Regions from separate parts of the Gossypium raimondii genome. Here region 1 is linked to region 2. Evidence: chromatin contacts called from public Hi-C data. All regions are on one chromosome and are shown on one strand. Each heading gives the region's core, a stretch centred on a gene start, on an enhancer-like site or on the middle of the called end of the contact. The rest is flanking DNA. Distances are from core to core; before and after follow the strand shown.

Region 1 (5,537 bases), core at 2,498-4,997, 210 kb before region 2:
TCAGATTGAGACACTGTTTGGAATTCCCTTGCCCGTAAGTCCACCTTCACTAGTTGGATACAACAATGTGTATGGCATATTGACCGGACCAACACGGTTCTTCAACTGCTCGTCGTTGTTCATCTCTACAATCCGTTCCTCTATCCCGGTAAGCCGCTTCCCGAATTCATCGAAAGCTGCAAGTGGGGTTTCGTCTGACGTCCATTCTGGGCTGGCTCTCTGCCCCAGATAAACCTCATCTGACGAATGCCTTGATAGGATTTCTATCAAGGATATTCCCAGGAGTGTCTGCAGTTGAGCAGTTATTGTTTTCAAGAAAACCTTGTCCGGGTTGGACTCTAGTTCTGTGTATTCTGATGTTCCTTTCTCAGGCATGAACCGACGACTTATAGTCGGTCGGTTCGGGAGGTAGCCTGCATAAGGATATTGGCCAAAGTTAACTGCTGCATGGAGAGCCGAAGCCACCCATATGATAATGGTGCAAGAATTGATCAACTCTTCTCGAGTCTGCATTTTAGGCCACCATGGCTCGTCTTTCTTGTCGCCATGAGCCTCCTCTCGGAGTTCTTTCCACCAGGCTTGAAGTTCAGGGTCTTGTTGGACCATTTCATCGGTCTTGTAGTAGAAGGAGCAATAATCTCTGACCCATTTTTCAATTGCAAACCAAATCTCCAGTCCATCAACAGCATATGGATAATCTTTTATCAGCAAACGAAGACCATTTGGTGAACTCTTATCATCAACTGCAACTCCTCTGAATAGAGAAGATGAAAACATGTTATTTCCATAATCGAAAAGCTTTATATATCCGTGTCTATCACGTATTCGGACATGGGTGCAAGGGCATGACTCTAAATACAGGGAAAAACTATTTGTATCCGAGCTTAATGTACCTTTTCTTGAGATCTCTAGGAAGTGCCTGGTCAAGCAAATTCCAACTCTTGTAAATCACTGATGACATTTCCATTGCATACTTTCCAGGGAAAACTGTTAATTCCAGGACACCACCTCCGTTAATCAGAATCTGCCTAGCAAAGGCATTGATGTTCATCGTGTCCCGGAAGTGAGGATAGAGAAGCTTATAAATTGGATGAACCACACTAAGTTGTCGGTTCGTTGCAATCACAAATGGCTCCATTGTTGCATGAGTGTTTAACCTGTAAACAGATTAAAAAAACCATAAACATAAACCATCCTCTTAGATCAAAGCTAATCGATGCATACATGCTATTTTATAAATTCATACCAATGGCTTATGAGTTGATGAACACCAGAGTCATTTACAGCAACATAAGCTTTAGCCAACTGCCATATTGAACCTTCAACTCCATGTTCTGCAGGTGTGTAAACCTTGCTAACAGCACCTAATTGATCCCCGTTCGGATGTGGCAAACTCAATTCAATCACCAATGGCTTCAAAGTGCCATCATTGCGTAAAAGCAAGATGGTTCGAGACGCATAAGTCTTGGTTGTCGTAGTGTTTATCCTCCGCAGGTACGGCATAAGTGAATCATGATGATCCAATATGAATAACCTGTTGGTTCTCAGTGCCTGTTCAACCAAATCCTTTCAAGTTAGACTGATTTGAAAAGGATAAACCAGATAACATTAATTCTGGGGTATTCGAATTCTCACCTCTTCTACTGTTAGTCCCTCTAGGTTGTGCTCAATGTGTTCCTTGGTTATGGCACTGTTTTGATTACCATATACTTTAGGATCTAGGTTGCTTGTTGGAGGAAATTCCTGAAACCAGAGAATATATATAAATATTTAACATATGGTAAATTTTAAGAATTGAACAGATTTCCAGATAAAAAAATTACTTGAAGAAGACGGATTATAACAGGGTTAACTCCAGCCAGCATTTCTCTGGCAAATTCTTCATCAGTCCTCCATGCAGTCTTACTGTCTGCTCCAATTCATTAAAAAATATCGAAGTAAGTAAATGGTTGGAATCAACAATAAAGATATTTGACTCTGAAATTAGCAATACATTTAATGCAAACCTTGAATGACTCGAGGCACAGGAAATTTCAACAGTTGGGCTCCATCAGTTCGGAAAATTTCTTTGAGCATCTCCAAGGGGATGTTGTTGATGATATTGTCACGCAAAGGTCCAGAAGGAAGCTTAACTCCACCATAGTAGAGTTCAAGAACATCCTCCAATGAGTCGAATTCGTTGTGAGTTTTATCAGTTAGATCTTGAAGCTCTGGGACTATGAATTGAACTATAGATTTCAGTGCATAAGCAAGGAAATCCGACATCTTCAAGTGTCCAAATCGTTCATCTCTTGGAACATAAATGTTTAAGCTCATCAAAAGTGGTATCCTACTCTCAGTCTTGGGATCTGTTCGATTATTACAGTAACAGCAAAACCTTGTCACAACAAATTCAATGATCCATTCATTCTTAACCCACATATATTTGGTATGGGATCCTCACCTGACTTGGTCGGAGGTCTACCAGTTCTTCCCCTACGAGGATAGGGGTACTTGGCAGAACCTCCGAGAACCGGGCGGGCGTATTCGGGGCCCTTGTCGGGGTTCCCCAAATCATTGTAATAAGCATAGTCATAGACACGATCCCATTCTTGAAGCTCTCCTTGGCCATTGCCTCTCAAGGCCATCAGCTCTTGTTCTCTGTATTGAAGCAGCGGCTTCGGCATGTCATGCGGAAGACACGTCTAAAAAAAAAACCAAACATTTTAAACTACGATTTTAGCCAAAAGAAAAACTGAAACTCCCAAAGAGAAAAACAATCGAAGAACTGACCTTGTTAGTGAAGAAAACTCGAGGGTTATCGTATTTCTTGTCGGGATAAACCCAAGAATTGCAGACAAAGTGAAGCCGACCATGACCTGGAACATGTTCGAGAGTGAGAGTCTTGAGGTAGAACTCACTGTGATGATTGTTTTTAATGAGGAAAGCTCCGGGTAATCCGATTTCCTCCTCGAAATCAAAGTTAACGTCGAATTTAGATTCTCCGGCCACTGCCGATGTTTCTGTAGAGTTCCAGTCCTCCAAATATGCTTCTTTCCCCAGCTTTCCTTGCAACCCATTATCTAAAAATATAAAACAAATTTAATTATTAGATTAGGACTAATATTAATTATTGCTTGACATTTCATATGAAAATGCATTTTTTTACTGTTTACTGCATTATTATTTTCATCAACAATGATAAAAAATTTCCTTGAGGTTAAAGATGATATGTACATGTCAGTGTATAAAAGGGAAGTGGTCGTTAATGAAGAAAAATAAAATAACTATAAACTATTGATAGCAATGGCAGGCTTTTGTTTTGACTTTAAGAGACAAAATAACAAATATGCTTTGATAAAATAATAATATTATTTTTCAGCTTCTTGGATGAAACAAAAATAAAAAGGAATTCACCAGCATCGACATGTTGAGAACTGATAAGCTGAAATGAAACTCTTTTGCCTAACAGCTCGTGAAACCCATCAAGAAAAGATGCATGGAAGTCATTGAAATCCAAAACATTTTTCTTCATCAAAATAACAGTGCCTTTGATCTTTTCCGGTTTCATCTTCTCGTTCCCATTGTCGTCACCGGCTACGGCGTGGAGCAAATGGCTCAGCATCTCCGAATAACACGAAAAGGAAAAGGAATACAAGGACGGTGGTGGTGAAAGAATATGTTCGAAACTTGGTTTAATTAAATGTGAAGACTTGAGATAAAAAGGGGTTGGGGCTTTGTAGGAGTATTTATAGAGAAAAAGAGGTTACTGGGAAGCTTCATCTTCTGTTCATATTGGGGGTAGTAGTTTCTGTTAATTTTCCTTACAATCAAAGACTTGGGTTTACCTTTTTGTTTTAATTAAGCCACTTTGGTCTTTTTAACCTTATCTTCTCTCATATTCTCTCTTTGAAATGACTCACCAATGAAGCCAAGTCCTTTTTGGAACCCCTCCCAAAATAAAATATAAATCTATGAAGCCAATTCATATAAATAAATTGAGTGTGGGATCTAATGGGTGCTTTTTTTTTTTTTAAAGTAAAACTTAGTTAATCCTTGTTTTAATTTTTTTAAAATCATATAAGTTTTAGATTAGGGTTATGACCCCAAGCTAGATTGTAATCTAGAAACAGGAAACAGGGAAAGATATTTTTAGATATTGTATTTATCAATATACTAAAATACTATATCATATTTTGTGAAAACAGTAATAAAGAAAGAAAAATTATAGACGAGAAATCTTTGAATAAATCTTAATATAATTTGATAATGTATCATGTGATAAACATTGATAAGTTTTAGTTAGATCATGGGGCACACCCTGTTGAGTTAAAGTGAATAACCTAACAACAATCAATACACTTTACTTTCCATACATTTAATGACTTGTAGATGAGCTGTAGTACGGATACTTGTATTCAAAAGTTAGATTTCTTTTAGAAGGAGATGGGTCATCAAAGTATCAGCATAAAATTTTGGTCATGAGCTAATTAAATTAATTATTAAGGGTTATTTAGAGCCATGCGTACAGTAAATAAATTTAAATTTTTGATGTAAAACTGTTTAGTTGAAGAAAAGAAAATTGATTAACGTTACTTGTTTTCAACTTTTATTTTAAATCATTTGGATAATATACTTAAAAAAACACTTAAACTAATGTTAATTTTTTAGTTGAGCAGGCCTTTTGGAAGCCCTTGATTTTAATAGTAAAGTAAAAAATATTTTATTTTTAAACTAATAGGAATTTGATGAGAGTAGTTTAGTAAATAAAAATAAAATAATATTTTAAAGCTTTTGAAGGAGCTTATTTACATATCACACTTAATCACTCCTTTTAAAATTCTGATTATTCTTTTAAATTTTAGGTTGATGTTAAAAGTATATATTGCATGAAATTCAAATAATTTTACTTTAAAATACTATAATGAATGGCTTTTATGGGTAAAAGTTATAAAATAGGGACTTATTTGACTAAAAAATAATTTAAGGGATTGTTTAAACAGTAAGCAGTAGTTGAATAGTTTTATTTGTTTTTCTTTAAAACAACTTAATAAAGAAGTATTAATTACAAAGGATTACTGAAATAAAAATGAACCCTTTCATTGAATATCTTTTATTTTTATTATATAAAATAGAAACTTTGATTTAAGTTGTAGTCGTCTTTGATGGACAGACAAAGTCTTTCCTTTTTTTTCTTGGTTTCACCATTTTCTTAATTTGTAAAAAGAAAAAAAAAACCAAAAACGTGGACGACTAAGTCAATTAAAAGATAACCAAATAATAGTTTAAGAATAGTAAGAAGGCAATGTGCAAACTATTATTTTATAGAAACCAAGACCAAATGAAGAAACCCTCTAATGTCATTGTACGATGCATTATTGTCTGCTTGACTTTGTTTCCAGCTCCTTTTTTTTTAAATGCACGTTGCAAATTATTATTTATAATTTAAATGGATCGTTAAAATTTTTGTATTTATCAACAATATTTTAGTTTTAATAAAGGAAATTATATATATTTATACTCAGAAACATTGTACTTAAATTGTTTTATTAGATTGC
Region 2 (6,133 bases), core at 927-3,426:
ATTTTATAATTCATATATATAGATCTTCTTTATGTTATATACATACATATTGTTTTTATAGGTTACATATACTTACGTTTTTGTTATATATTCCATTATATATATATACATTTATATACATACATATTTTCACACACACATATATATATTTTCTTAGTTTATTTATATATTATATTTATATATATATATTGTTTTTCTTTGTAAATATATACACATATGCATACTTTTATATTTTTATCTTATTTTCATACATTTCACATATATATATACATACATATTTTCTTAGAAATTATAATAAGTTTTGTTTTGTTTTATATATATATATATATATATATATATATATATTATCATTTTATATACGTATACTTATATATACATGTTTTAATATGCATATATATATTTAAAATTTACTTATATATTATACTTATATATATACATATTTTGTACATATGTATACATATAATTTAAATTAAAATATTTGTTTCATAATACATCAATATTTTTAACGTATCTTTTAGAAAATATATATTTTGATTTCGTCAAAACTTTAAAATCATTTTCTTTTGATTCAAAAGCTTTTAAAATAAAAGTGATATTCGATATTCGGGATTTTCGAGGAAATCGAGCCCTAACGTATTGGGCTCCGATTTTCTTTATTAATCCTAAATAATCGAGAATTTTTTTTTCAAAACGTATAAGCAAAAATTATTTTCGGGAATTCAATATGTTATGTCCTAACGCATTGGGCATGACATATAGCTTTCTCGAAATGAACATTTTCTTTAAAATTTTAAAACGATATTCAAAGTTCGGGAGTTTTGAGAAATTGTACCCTAACGTATTAGGTTTCGATTTCTTTATCTAACTTGAACATTTGATTATCCGTTTCAGATTTCAACAGTAGAGTTTAACAAAATTTTTTTAACCTTCGACATTAAGACATTAAATAATCAAATTCGGTACCGATTTTGGGCGTTACGAGGGTGCTAACCCTTTCTCATGCGTAACTGACTCCCGAACCCGTTTTCTCAAATTTCGTAGACCAGAATCGTTTTTAAGGTGAGCCGATTACACCTCAATAAAAGATCGGTGGCGACTCTAATTTTTATTTTTAAAGTCGATAACTTATTTTTTTTTCAAAAAAATGGTTTCGACAATCTTATTATATAAATAGAGAAATTAAACACATGAAAACACTCAACAACCTAATTGTTAGAAATGCCGAACATATACCGTTCTCGTAGCCAAGAGAACATGCATGACGAAGTTGAGGTAGGAGCTGTTCACGAGAGTGAGCAAATAGCGGAGTATATATGTGCAGTCATTAAATTAAAAAAAATAAATCTAAAAGCAGTTTATACCCCGCTAATTGTATTGTTTCCCCATGGGAGTTCAATCTTCTTTTGTACCTAAAAATGATGTTTGAATCCAACTGAATTAATTGATCGTTTGGGAATTGGTCCAAACACTAATAAAAAATGTTCAGATCGAGAATTGAAAAAATCGCAATTGAACCGCAAATTGTAAACCGAAAAAACCAATAAAAATTGGTCGGACCGGTTTTTTAAAAAAACTGGACTGCTTCAAGTTGGGCAAGCCGGAAAAAGAAAAACTAACTCGAGACCCACCCAGGCAACCACCACTCTCGTCCCTCGTCCATTTGGCCTCTCAGCCTCTCTCCACTCTCCAGTTGCCCATCTCCCTCCAGATCTGCTTCTGCGTTCAGTCACCGTCCCTGCTGAAAAATAGAAAATGAGAAAAAAGGATTGAGGCTTTGAGAAGTTGAAAGAGTTAAATGGTATAATATTTTAGGTTTTCTTACTTTATTTTGGTTATAGCCTGTGGGCCTAAAATAGATGGCTTACTAATAAATTATAACTTTAAAAGGGTAGCCCAAACTTCATGCATTTGTTTTTTTTTAAGTATCTTTAATAATAATAAATCGATTGAATGAATGTAATCGAAAATGGATGGTTGATGTTATGAAGACATTGGTATGTAATGTAATCTCTGTTGTCTAAAAGGAATATAATAAGTAGTAAAAACAGAAGTCATCAAATAAAAGACAGGAAGAGATGAACAAAAAGGCCGATTATAAAGAGATCAGATCCACCTAGAAATGACCGCCGTACAAAACAAGTCGACAAACACCACGTGGCATTGATTAAGTACCGACACTATCTTGTTTCAAACGCGGTGCCAGCTCACAAGTCTTCCCAAGACGAGAAAAATTTACTCTTCAAAAGTCTTCTTCTCTTCTCACTTCACTCCCCACACACAGCAATGGCAGAGATTGGGCAAAAGACTCTGCTTGACTCGGGATGGCTCGCCGCCAGATCCACCGACGTTCAACTCACCGGAACTCAGCTCACCACCACTTATCCCCCAACTAGCCCAACCTCTCCCTGGATGGAAGCTGTCGTTCCTGGAACGTAATAAACCTCCACTTGTGTATATATTTGTTCTGATTTTGTATATTTTGCATATACAGCATTCCATTTACTTCTGGTTTTGTTGAAATGTAGGCTGAGTTTTGCTGGATTGACTTGAGTTTTCTCTTGTTTTAATATGGATAGTAAATGCAAAGATTTGAGTGAGAAAATTGCTAGTTATGCATCACTTAATTTTGAAGGAAAATGAGAGAGTTATAACAACATTAGGATAATAAATCAAATTTCATAATTAGGTTCTGCTTGGTTGTTAGCTTTTTCAACTTTTTTTTTTTAATTAAAAAAATTGTAGTTTTGTTGATATAACGCCATAATTGTGGCTCTTTTTTTTAAGGAAGCTAAAGGCAAGTGGCAAAAGAAACAAAAGGAATGTTCGTTTTTAGATCAATGTGCTTAAAAAATTTTCAATCCTTTTAATTATTTATCATTTTTATGGGTTGAAATTTGGACTATAACTGTCGGTTTTCGCTTAATAATGGAATCATTTGATGATTCTACATCTGCTTCTACGGTCCTATCAAATGCAAAAATGACCTTGCTCCTTGTCATGAAAAATATTATAGTTGAATTTGGATACAAAGTCAATTGTCTTGAATGGAGCTAGTATGTGAGTTCTCATCTTAATGGTTTGGATAAATTGTTCTTGATTGACAGTGTTTTGGCAACTCTAGTAGAGAACAAAGTTGTTGGTGATCCCTTTTACGGTTTGGAGAACGAGACGATCCTTGATATAGCTGATTCTGGAAGGGAGTACTACACATTCTGGTTTTTCACAAAATTCCAGTGTAAGCTGGTATGCAGTGTTTTGACATGAAATCTGTGAGGTTAAATATGAGCTTAAAACACTAAAATTTTTTATTTTGGTTTGTATTGAGGTAGATGTTTAATTGGTCAGAACTGTCTTCCCTAAATCTTGAAAATGTTATATGCAACTAGCAAATGCTCTGTTCTGATTTACTTTATATTTTGTAGTCAGGAGCTCAGCATTTAGATCTGAATTTTCGTGCAATCAATTACTCTGCTGAGGTATACTTAAATGGGCACAAAAGGGTCCTCCCTAAAGGGATGTTTCGAAGACATTCCCTTGAAGTCACTGATATCCTAAATCCTGATGGTTCAAACTTGCTGGCTGTTCTCGTTCACCCTCCGGACCATCCTGGGAGCATTCCCCCTGCGGGTGGGCAAGGTGGGGATCATGAGGTAAATATCTTTGTTCAAACAAAGCTCATTAATTTGTTTTATCTCTAACAAAATGGTTTGAGGTTAAATTGTAGGCATTTAATAATGTGAGCAAAAACTGCGGCCTAATTGCTAACACCCTTTCTTGTCATCTTAGATTGGAAAAGATGTTGCCACACAATATGTTGAGGGCTGGGATTGGATAGCTCCAGTGAGGTGAACATATTATAACTTTGAAACTTCAGGGTTTTGTTTTGGTTTTCTTATTCTTGCTGATATTTGATTTTCTGATGAATAATGCGACTTGTCACAGTGTACTCTAACCGTATTCTATTATCTTGTCATCTATTATAGTGCATAGGGCAGGGAGAAAAACAATGCAGTTCTATTAGTATATAGAGGCTAATCAATGTAATTATATTACATTTTCTTTTTGGTATTCTATTATCTTGTCATCTATTATTGTATGTCTTAGAAGTTTTTGAATTGTCAGCTAGGATCCAACCTCTGTTTTCTAAAGCTGCAAAACTCGATATCTTAATATCTGACCTCTACTTGTCTCAGGGATCGGAACACTGGTATCTGGGATGAAGTCTCAATATCTGTTACCGGGGTAAGATTTATGCATAAGACTTAAAAACTTCGTTGTACTAGTGTTTATCTCGTATTAGTGTTGACTATTGAGCATGTATATTTCTGCACAATGCTGTAAATAATTTTCCTTTTAAGTACCTTCATTTGTAGCACTCAGTTTAGACCTAGATATCAGTTGTTGATGGTGCTTGTGTTTTCACTATCACTATTTTATGATGCTTGGTAATTAAATCTAAATGCTGTTTGTCGATGCATTTGCTTTGGATACAGCCGGTGAAAATAATTGATCCACACTTAGTTTCTTCGTTTTTTGACCGTTACACAAGGGTATACTTGCATGCAACAACTGAATTGGAAAACAGAAGTTCTTGGGTTGCTGAATGTTCTTTAAATATCCAAGTGACAACAGAACTTGAAGGAAGTGTTTGCTTAATGGAGCATCTTAAGACTCAGCATGTTTCAATCCCTCCTAGAGCTCGTATTCAGTATACATTTCCTCAGGTCAGTGTTGGTAACTTTCTTATTTATTTTTGAATGTGTTTTGTTGCATCCTTGGTTGCATTGAAGTTAGTTCTTTGTCTTGGATAAACAGTTGCCTTTCCCCCCTCTATTGTTTATTTGTGTTTGACTTTTTGCATTTTGATATAGAGTAGTGACACATTTGAGAGAATATGGAGCAAGATTTGACCGAATTGGATCTCATCGAGAAATTTTAACCGCCCCTTTTATTTTCATTAAGTAAAAATATTGTTATTTAGAGGAAACTAAATGATAATTCCTCTGCAACAGCATCCTTTCTTTCTTTGCAACCTGAAATTGGATACCCACGGTTATGGTTCAAAGCATCCGTTCTTTTGCAAGTTGCCATTAAAATTTACTTGCAACACTTCTTGAAAATGCTTATGCTGTATATTGCAGCTTTTCTTCTACAAGCCCAACTTATGGTGGCCAAATGGAATGGGAAAGCAGTCTCTGTATAATGTCAGTATTACTGTTGATGTGAAGGGACACGGAGAATCTGATTCTTGGGGCCAACTATTTGGTTTTCGCAAAATTGAATCTCATATAGACAGTGCTACTGGAGGGAGGTATACTTCAGGAATCAACTTTGACTAATATTAAAAAATTGCGTTTAGAAATTCTATCTGTTTCATTACTGCCATCTTTTGACAGGTTGTTCAAGGTGAATGGACAGCCTATTTTTATCCGCGGTGGTAACTGGATATTGTCTGATTGCTTGCTTCGGCTTTCTAAGGAGCGTTATAAAACAGACATAAAATTTCATGCAGATATGAATCTGAACATGATTCGTTGTTGGGGTGGTGGGTTGGCCGAGAGGCCAGAATTTTATCATTATTGTGATGTTTATGGTTTGCTGGTAAAACTCTATTCTCTGTCTCTCTTTATATATATGTGTGTTTCTGCTCATTTTTTGGATGCAAGTACTATCATAGGCCTAATTTAGTGCTTACAAATTTTCCTTAGAGAGAACAAAATTTGTTGGTCGAAAAGAAGGATGAGAGTCAAGCATGTATAGGATTGTGAAGGTTATAAAGAATTAGGAACCATTTGGAAGGATGAGCTGCTGTTTTACGAATTTAAAAATCCTTCTGAAAGGAAGTGAAACTAGTTTGGGCAGCAGGTTTAATTAATCTAATGTGCCTGATTAACCTGGAAGTAACCAATTTATAATATTTGTAGGTATGGCAGGAGTTTTGGATTACTGGTGATGTTGATGGTAGAGGTGTCCCAGTATCAAATCCAAATGGCCCACTTGACCATGATCTTTTCATGCTATGTGCCAGAGATACTGTCAAGCTTTTAAGGAATCACCCTAGTCTTGCTCTCTGGGTTGGTGGAAACGAACAGGTTCCACCGGCTGATATCAACACGGCTCTCAAGAATGACCT

The links. A called contact is a pair of places that touch in the nucleus more often than the background predicts.
Region 1: a contact with region 2 is called in a Hi-C map of leaf, with 5 times the contacts expected there. The contact joins the promoter of LOC105783043 here to the promoter of LOC105781536 in region 2. A contact is called at or near these places in 2 of 2 Hi-C or Micro-C datasets (both in leaf).

What each region holds. Positions count from the first base shown.
Region 1 is chr13:33,316,021-33,321,557 of ASM2569854v1, reverse strand. LOC105783043 (probable linoleate 9S-lipoxygenase 5) reads right to left here and starts at 3,747. Exons shown (of 9, transcript XM_012608221.2): 1 at 3,397-3,747; 2 at 2,773-3,062; 3 at 2,444-2,684; 4 at 2,007-2,348; 5 at 1,824-1,909; 6 at 1,636-1,743; 7 at 1,247-1,551; 8 at 894-1,157; 9 at 1-754. The coding sequence starts at 3,604. The coding sequence ends at 1.
Region 2 is chr13:33,103,366-33,109,498 of ASM2569854v1, reverse strand. It overlaps LOC105781536 (mannosylglycoprotein endo-beta-mannosidase), which reads left to right and starts at 2,176. Exons shown (of 11, transcript XM_052627195.1): 1 at 2,176-2,432; 2 at 3,105-3,243; 3 at 3,423-3,650; 4 at 3,787-3,845; 5 at 4,194-4,242; 6 at 4,494-4,724; 7 at 5,142-5,311; 8 at 5,397-5,601; 9 at 5,925-6,133. The coding sequence starts at 2,284.